3 separate regions of the Mus musculus genome follow, and regions 2 and 3 are each linked to region 1. A link is a contact called in public promoter capture Hi-C data. All regions are on one chromosome and are shown on one strand. The core of a region is the stretch at or near the end of the contact, and the rest is flanking DNA. Distances in the headings are between cores, read along the strand shown.

Region 1 (2,759 bases), core at 117-2,616:
GCCTTTTGCTGCTCAGAAGTCACCCAGCGAGCGATCAGGCACTGGGTGGCATCCCATCCCAAAAGCTGGGTACAGCAGATGCTTGTCTTGGAGACACCCAGAGACAGCACGCGCGCGCGCGCATACACACACACACACACACACACACACACACACACACACACACGCAGCGCACACTTGGGCGAGACCCCTGCACAGCAACACAGCTCACTCAAGCGACACACAAACACAGCTCAAGTGCCCCGGTCGTCCGCACCACCACCACCAACACTACCAGGCAAGCGACAGATACAGATCCCCTTTTCACCCCTTAAGAGCACACGTATACAACTCTGGTTTGGGGGGTGGCCACCCACACCCGTAAACGGACAGGTGCACCCCACCCCGCAGACACGCGGGCAAGGACTCACGCAGACACCCCTCCGGGTGACAAACGCCAACATCTCGGTGTAGGGATACAAACTCGGGAGCCAAACACGAGCACACACACCCAGGCGAGACACCTGCAGATCCACAGCCCCGCACGCGCGGTCCCCGCCGCCCCTCCGCTGTCACAGCCCCCCCCCTCGACGCCGCCACGTGCGCCCGCCCCGCCCGCCCAGCGCGCGCGGGGCCAATAACCGGCTGTTGCTGGGGCGCAGCCCCCGCCCGCGGGAGCCACAGCCTCCGCCGCCCCCTGTCGCCGCCCCCGGCGGGCGCGCGCTCTGGGTGTGGCCGATCCTCGGTGCCACCCCCCACCCCAACCCTCCCGCAGTGGGACTCGGGGGACTCGAGCGAGCCCGGGGCCACGCTCCTCCCAGGTCTCACTAGCCACCAGGGGGCGCGGGCGAGCCCGAACCCCATTGTTTGTAAACAAACCCGCCAGACCGCTGTGGCACCTGTGCGCCCAGACAGGGCGCCCTGAGTCCCAGGTGCTTCCTTCCCGCCCGCCTGGCCCAGCCTTAGTCCCAGTGATGAAAGCTGGGGCACAAGCTGCGGGAATGCAAGGCGACCGTCCTATCGGCCCGTGCACCCCGTCACCTCCTCCAGGGAGCCCTCCGGGCCTTGCCGCTCGTAAGCAGCTTCGGGAATCGGGGTGCTCACTCACCCCGGGGGCATGAACACTCCGGAGAAAGGAGGCGATGGGGTGGCGGGCGGTTGCCTTCTGGAGGGCTCGCCCGCCGAGTGGGTTGCTATTGAGGCACCTTGCTGCTGCTCCTGCTGCTCTAACTGCAGTGACTGCTGCTGCTTCTGGAGTCTTCGTGTCCGGATCACCGCTGCTGCTGCTTGCTTGCTGGTGTCGCCGCCGCCTCCTGGGCTCCCCGCTCGCATGTGGCTCTATGCCGCGTCTCAGGCCTCCCGGCAGATCCCCGGGCCCCGCTCGCTCGGCGGCCGCCCCGCCCCGCCTCTCGCTGGCTCCCACGCCCCGCCCCCGCGTGACGCCAGGGCCCCGCCCGCGGCTGGGGACAAGTCGGGGCTTGCAGTCGGGCGCCGCGCCCCCTACCTCGGCGCGGGGGGTTTCCCGGCAGCCAGAGGGGCGGGGCGAGGCCTGGTCCAGGCAGGAGGAGCAGCGTGGGGACAGCCCAGACCTAGGGTGTCCGGACACACGCTTGACACACTGACACACTGACTGGGACCCACACCCACACCTGAGGAGTACGCTCAGACTAACGGACTGGCACGCCAGGGTGCACTGAGTCAGTGATGACTGAGCCACAGGGACACAAAGTCAGACCAGAGGCACAGATACACATCAGGACAAGGGCCTGGACACACGAGCTCACACAGACCCAGACATCCAGATTATCTTACTTACTGGCTCACTGGGTCACACACAGACAGTGACAACCCAAAACGTAGTTGCACAAACAATATTCAAACAGTCTCCGACGCACAAACCCGTGTCCCCAGATGCCTAGGGCATTCACACTACACTAAAGGCTGACCCCTTCTCAGAACAACTTCCTGGCAGGTTCAGAGGGACACACACTCCAATCCAAATAGCACTCTCAGGCTGACACCCGCAATAGCTGAAGCACAGCCACTAGACTGCACTGGCTGACCCTACAAAACATGCCAGTCACATACAGAAGAAACTGAGCCCAGACCTGTGCTCACAAAGTCACTCCTGAGACAGGTTCCTGCTAAATGGCTTGATGGCGGGTTACACTCGTGAACTTAAACACCTGGCCCGCCTGGCGTAATACCCATCTGGCACTGGACAAATGGGGAAGAGGCAGCCCTGTGCTCCTGGCACAGACATGCCCGGGCAGCCCCCTGCACCCTATTTCATCCTGTCTGTTGTTTCTGTTTCCTTTCCCTTTTCTAAAAGTCATTTATTTCCCTTCCCTTTTGAAACAGTGACCCTTCCTCCTCCCAAGCCGTAGACATCTCTCACGGCACTTGACAGACTCTCTGTCTCACCCAAACTGTCACCAAACTTACTGAGTATATTACTTACCTATGGGTGCCCAGCACTGGGCCCGCTGTGAAAGGGTGTCACACAGCCATGTGAGATAAGACACTTGTTAAAGAAATAAACATAGTCACTTACACCTGTCTTCCCAGCACTTCCAGAGGATAAAGCAGGAATGTGGTTGCAAGGTTGGAGTCTGTCTGAGTTACATAGTGAGTTCCAGGCCCCCCCCTTTTTTTTTTTTTCTTTTTTGGTTTTTCAAGACAGGGTTTCTCTGTGTAGCCCTGGATGTCCTGGAACTCAGTTTGTAGACCAGGCTGGCCTCAAACTCAGAAATCTACCTGCCTTTGCCTCCCAAGTGCTG
Region 2 (2,700 bases), core at 173-2,672, 2.8 Mb before region 1:
AACTAGGCGGGCTGAGAGACAGAAACTCTAATTACCAGGAGGCTAAGGGCACACTAAAATACGCAGGCGCAGAAAATTCTCCCGCGAGGGTATCTGGGAAATAGAGTCCAGCCGCCTCCATTTTGGCCCGAGGCCCTTGAAAAGAGAATCGAGGCTACTTCAAAGGGACGTTAGCGAGGGATGAAGAGTTTAGGAAGAACAACTTTATTGATTTATCATGTTAGTTGACAAATAATTAATAATATATGAGTTTTCCCAAACTTTCTCTCCCATTTCTCACCTTCATCTCACTCCCCACACTTGCCTACCACCACCTCCTAATTGGCAAATAAAGAAAACAAGATATCGAAGTGAGGAAAAGCCCAGGCACTATGTTCACATCACAGGTAGAACAGAGCCTCCAGAAGGGCAGGAATCTTGGCAGCATTTCCAAAATGTACGGTTTGAATCTGCCGTGGTGGCACACACTTTTAATCGCACCATTTTGGACGCCGAGGTTAGTGTACCTCTGTGAGTTTGAGACTAGCCTGGTCAAGGGTATGAGACGCTGTGTCAAAAAATAAAGATGAAGCTGGAAAGACTACTCAGAGGTTAGGAAGACATCGCTCTTGCAGAGAATTTGCATTTGCCCCTGAAGATGCCCCTAGAAGCCCCTGTCTAAAACTCCAGCTCTAGGGGCATCTGATGCCTCTGGCATCTGGGGACACCTGCGTGCAGTATTCCTCCCCCCCACCCCCCCAACATGTATACCTAGTTAAAACTAAAATGCTTTTTAAAAATAAATTGTGTAGTTTGTAACCTGAGTTACAAGGTAGTGCATTCCTTGCGTTCCAGACAGACCTGAGACAAAACGGTTACAAGTAGTAGGCAAGCCTGGGCTATATAGCAAGACTGGATCCACACTCAGACACTAAAGGTTACTTTGTTTGCAGCTACAGGAACTGGCATTTCCATGGGGTCTACAAAGCCTCGTTTCAGGGAAAGGTGGCGAAGTTAGCCGCCTGAACAAGGTACTTGACACACAGTGGTCTTTAAGCAGATGCGCCCTAAAGCGAAAGGGTCGGATGGGGACACAGGAGGGCCAGCAGGGGGAGTACAGACACCTCGCGCTTGCGGACACCTGGCAAATCCTGCTGGGGTCTGAGGTAAATAGGTCAGGGGGCGGGGCAAAACAGAGGGCGTGGCCTGAGGAAAGGGCGGGTAATGGAGCAAGAGCTGATTGGCTGATGCTGCGAGCGCGGGAGCGGGAGCACGTGTCGGAGCTGTGGCCCGTGCCCTGCCCCGGGTGCGCGTGCGCACTCGCCGCACTGCCCTTTTCCAACGCTCCTCTGCTCGTGCCTGGCACCGCGTGGCGGGAACGTGGAGGGGGCGTGGCCTCGCCTCAGGCGCTCTGGTGCCTTCGCGCCACAGCCTCGCGCCCTGCCATTCTTCGCTCGGTCTGCGCGTCGGGAGGCACGCGGTCTGCATCCCTGGGACCCCGCGAGCCGCGGGAGCCGCGCGAGCCGCTGCCGGAGCCTTCAGACTGTCGAAGCGTGAGCCCAGTGCCAAAGCAGAAGTCGAGGCTTAACGCCATATTGCAAATCTTGAGGTGAGTGCTGGTGACCAACGGGTGTGGGGCGGCAGACGCCCTGGCTCTAGCTGGCTTGAGGTAGCGGGGAGATGGTGAGGAGTCGTCAGAGTCACACCCTGCGGCCGTGACCCCCTAGGGAGCTCTAGGTCGGATGGAGAGGGACCCCAGAGCTCGAGACCGGTTTGAGGGTAGACTTTGTGTTTGAGGGAATCCAGGCTGGGTTTCTGGAAAGTTATTAGTGGCGTTTGAGACATGGGGTCTCCTGTTCGAGGCTCGGCTTTTGGAAGCTGAAGACGGGAGATCTGGAAATCTTAGTTTGGGGTTCCAGGGGTTACGTTCGGAGGGTCAGAGGTCTAATTTGACAGGGTTGGGGCTTTTCAGTATCAGTGGAGACCATCAAAGCAGGAAAATAGGCTCTGGAGTGGGCACGGCTTGGGTCTTTGAGAATTAATTTTAAAGCCTGGAGTCGTCGTGCTACTCATTGCGTATAGGTGTCAATTTAGGGTTCCAGGTCTCAGTGGGATGCATGCGTGAGGTCTAAGTTTTCTAAGAAGGAAATCACAATGTGAGGATCTGAAGGGACAGTTTTAGAGTTTAGAGATATTTATTGTAGGACATGAAACACATTTTTAAAAATTATTTTTTCGAGGCTGGAGAGATGGCTCAGTGGTTAAGAGCATTCACTGCTCTAATGAAGGTCCTGAGTTCAAATCCCAGCAACCACATGGTGGCTCACAACCATTTGTAGTGAGATCTGGTGTCCTCTTCTGGGGTGCCTGAAGACAGCTACAGTGTACTTACATATAATAAATAAATAAATCTTTTTAAAATTTTTTTTTCACTTTACATCCCAATATCAGCCCTCCTCTCCTCTCAGTCCCTCCTACCCCTCTGGTAGGTCCTCCCCCAGTGCCCCTCTCCTTCTCTTCTGAGAAGGGGAAGCACCCCTTGGGTATTCCCACTACATTTGGGGTGGTGAGGGTTTTTCTTTTTTCTTTTTTTTTTATACCCTGGATATCCTTCCTCTAGGATTTGGGGTTTTCAGTGTTAAGGCTTGTGGTCTGAGCTGGCTGTGGTAATTCACACATATAACCTTTTATGATTTGGAGTCCAGCCTGACTACATAAACC
Region 3 (2,781 bases), core at 50-2,549, 2.9 Mb before region 1:
CCCTTGGAGCCAACAATGTCCCTCAGTGGTCTGGTGAGATTCTCCTCACCCTTCAGTCTCAGTTGGAATATTCCCTCTACCCGGAAGTGCTCTTTGTACTCTATGTCAGGTCAGGTACCTAGTGGGCTCTGCCATCCCATCTAGATTGTCACTGTATGAGTCTTGGTTCGACAGACTGGTACTGGCGTAGATAGACCCTGTTGTTTTATAAGCAGGGTCAGCTCAAAACAAACACTCATCATATCATTTATAAGCTACATGGGGCGTTGGACAAACATGAACGGTAGTTCTCGGTAAATTACAAAGACTTCCCCCTCGTCTCTGCTTTACAGAGATCAGTCTTTTCTAGGAGCACACATCTGGTGCGTTTGCGAAGCAAGTGAGGTCTTTGCTCAGGAGACTCCCTTGGCTCACCCGGCTGCTCTAAACTCGAGTCTGCCTACAGTTCCTGACATAATGCGGACATATTAGGACCGTATCTTTCCCAGTGTCGGGCTAAGAAGCCTGCACGGTGCGGCTACCGAACGAAAAGGATCGGTGTGAGGAAACTCATAAATAAACGGAAGGACGCCCATTCTGGGTTCATCCTTTTGCCAGGTCGCAAGATTCCAACACTATCACGACCCTAACTCAGTGTAAAACTAACGCACAAGCTCTGTGCTCTAAACCCAGGGTGATACGCAAATCACCCACAGGGCCGAAGGGAAACTGAGGGACAAACTGGGGTTTCTGTAGTCAAGTGTCTCTCTTAAGGATGGCTCCGAAGCGGATCGCTAAGGGGACTTCTTCTCGGTCCCGCCCCTAACTTCTGACAATAAGCTCCACCCTGGTGTTTCTCACACCTCATCCTATTGGCTGGTGTAGACGTCAACCGCCAGAAGCCCTCTTCTCTATTGGCTTGCATTCCAAACTCGCGCGGTGACGCCCCTGACTGCTCTCCCTTCTTCCCTATTGGGTCAGTGACACGCCCCTCTAGCAGAAGCCATCCTCATTGGCTATAGCGTTTTGCCGGTTCGCGCCGGGATTGGTCAAGCACAGACGCCGTTCCCCTGAACTAGAAAGATCGGGAATGGAAGGGCTAGAGGCCTTGGGGTGAGACTCACGCTGGGCTGGCGGTAGGCAGATGTAGGTCTTGAAGAACTCGCTGCGGCGGGCAGCATCCTTGATACGGTTGGCCAGCGGCTTGCTAACCTGCCGGATGCCCAAGTAGAACAGCTTCGCCATGGGGAACGCGCCCACCACCATCTCGGCGGCCGCCCTGGGGCACGCGCAACCTTGCTGACTGGGCGGGGCGCCGCCGACCTCGCCGTTCCTCCCCCACCCGCCCGTGGGCCGTGCGTGCTTGCGTAAGGAAGGACTTGCCTACGTGCCTACGTAGGAGCGTGCGTTTGCACGCTCGCGGCGGAGGTGGTGGGGAGGGTGTTTGTCTGCTGGGGGGGGGGCGGGCGCTCGTGACGTCGCCGCGTCGACGCCTCGACGTCCGTACGTTGGGTATGCAAATGTGCGGCGGAAGTGAAGCGTCAGAGGGCGGTGCCGTTAAACGGCCGCTCGTGGGAGCGTGGCCGGAGCCCTAGTCCCGACGTACTGACGTCACCGCGTCTTGCGTGATGTCACGTACTGAGTCGATTTCCCTGCCCATAGGAGGCGCCTGGTGAGTCCCAATTAAGTCTAAAGAGTCGGGGTGCGCCTTCCCGGCGGTTAGTGCCCTCGCCGGGGAGGGGAGCGAGTCAGCGCGTAGTCATACAGACCTGCCGCTTTACTCACTCTCTGAAGTTGGAGGAGTGACTCAACCCTTCAGGAAATCGGTTCGTTCTTTTTTTGTTGTTGTTTTTTTTCCCCTAATTGTTTTTAAAAGCCGGTCTCGTGTAACCCAGCCTGGCTCCGAACTCAATGTGTAGCCTACGCTGTCCTTGGAACTCCTGATCCTCCTGTGTCTGTGCCGCAGTGCGGTGCTGGGATCACAGCCCTGCGCTACACGGCCCAGCATTGATGTCAGCATCCCCGTGAGCAAAATGTCACACATAACAGTACCTGTCTTGTGTTTTCTGTGTTGTGAGGCTTGTGTCTCTGAACCCCAAGGCATTTCCCATCTTAGGAGGGGGGCTCCACCACTGAGCAAAAGACTCCAGCTCCTCCCAGGGGGGAGGGGGTTAGGCGGTGACTCTATCGCTGCGCCATGCTCACTGAGTGGCTCTACTAGTCAGCTTTGTGTGTGAATCCTGAATGTAAAACACAGGAAGTAACTACATGTAGAGCATGTCCCGCAAAGCCCAAATGTGCACTACAGCTAATCCATCCTTTTCCCAAGTAACCGAGTGAAAGACTGAGGGTCCCATAAGAACGGGGTGACACGGGGCTTCTCAGCCACCACATTGCCTAATATCACTGGTTCTCAAGCAGCCTGACTTCCTCCTTTGGAGGGTAAGGGTCCCCAGGGAGCTGGCTCAGGAAGGAACTTTAAGGACATGTCCCAGACTGTCCTCCCTTACCCAGCAGGGAGCAAAATCATATAAACAAAGTCAAGACTTAGTTGAGAGAAATTCCTGGATGGTGGCGTGAGGATGGGTAGTTGGGGACGGGAAGGGACCGGAAGGCAAAGGAGCAGAGGGGTCGTGGCTATCAAGAGAAAAAACTGGTGACACATAGCCAAGGGACCCCGGACTTTCCCATCAGTGCCTTTGGTCAAGTCCTCGCATCAGGGGACCCGTGCTTCATTTATATTGGTGGCAGCTGGGCCTGGTGTCACACAGCTGTCATGGAAGCACTCAGGAAGCTGAAGCA

What was found. Promoter capture Hi-C pulls out the DNA fragments that hold promoters and counts their contacts. Capture Hi-C pulls out chosen DNA fragments and counts their contacts.
Region 2: a promoter capture Hi-C map of adipose tissue shows a contact between it and region 1, with 5 times the contacts expected there. The contact joins the promoter of Bhmg1 here to the promoter of Bbc3 in region 1. A contact is called at or near these places in 1 of 39 promoter capture datasets (liver), 2 of 115 datasets of contacts at active chromatin or transcription factors (astrocytes and bone marrow-derived dendritic cells) and 1 of 9 other capture datasets (adipose tissue).
Region 3: a contact with region 1 is called in a promoter capture Hi-C map of embryonic stem cells, with 4 times the contacts expected there. The contact joins the promoter of Opa3 here to the promoter of Bbc3 in region 1. A contact is called at or near these places in 2 of 39 promoter capture datasets (embryonic stem cells and liver), 1 of 484 Hi-C or Micro-C datasets (liver), 1 of 115 datasets of contacts at active chromatin or transcription factors (astrocytes) and 2 of 9 other capture datasets (adipose tissue and liver).

The regions. Positions count from the first base shown.
Region 1 is chr7:16,308,190-16,310,948 of GRCm38.p6, reverse strand. It overlaps Bbc3 (BCL2 binding component 3), which reads right to left and starts at 1,366. Exons shown (of 4, transcript NM_133234.2): 1 at 1,088-1,366.
Region 2 is chr7:19,117,066-19,119,765 of GRCm38.p6, reverse strand. Bhmg1 (basic helix-loop-helix and HMG-box containing 1) reads left to right here and starts at 1,422. Exons shown (of 13, transcript NM_001370811.1): 1 at 1,422-1,588.
Region 3 is chr7:19,226,907-19,229,687 of GRCm38.p6, reverse strand. It overlaps Opa3 (optic atrophy 3), which reads right to left and starts at 1,299. Exons shown (of 2, transcript NM_207525.3): 1 at 1,104-1,299. The coding sequence starts at 1,245.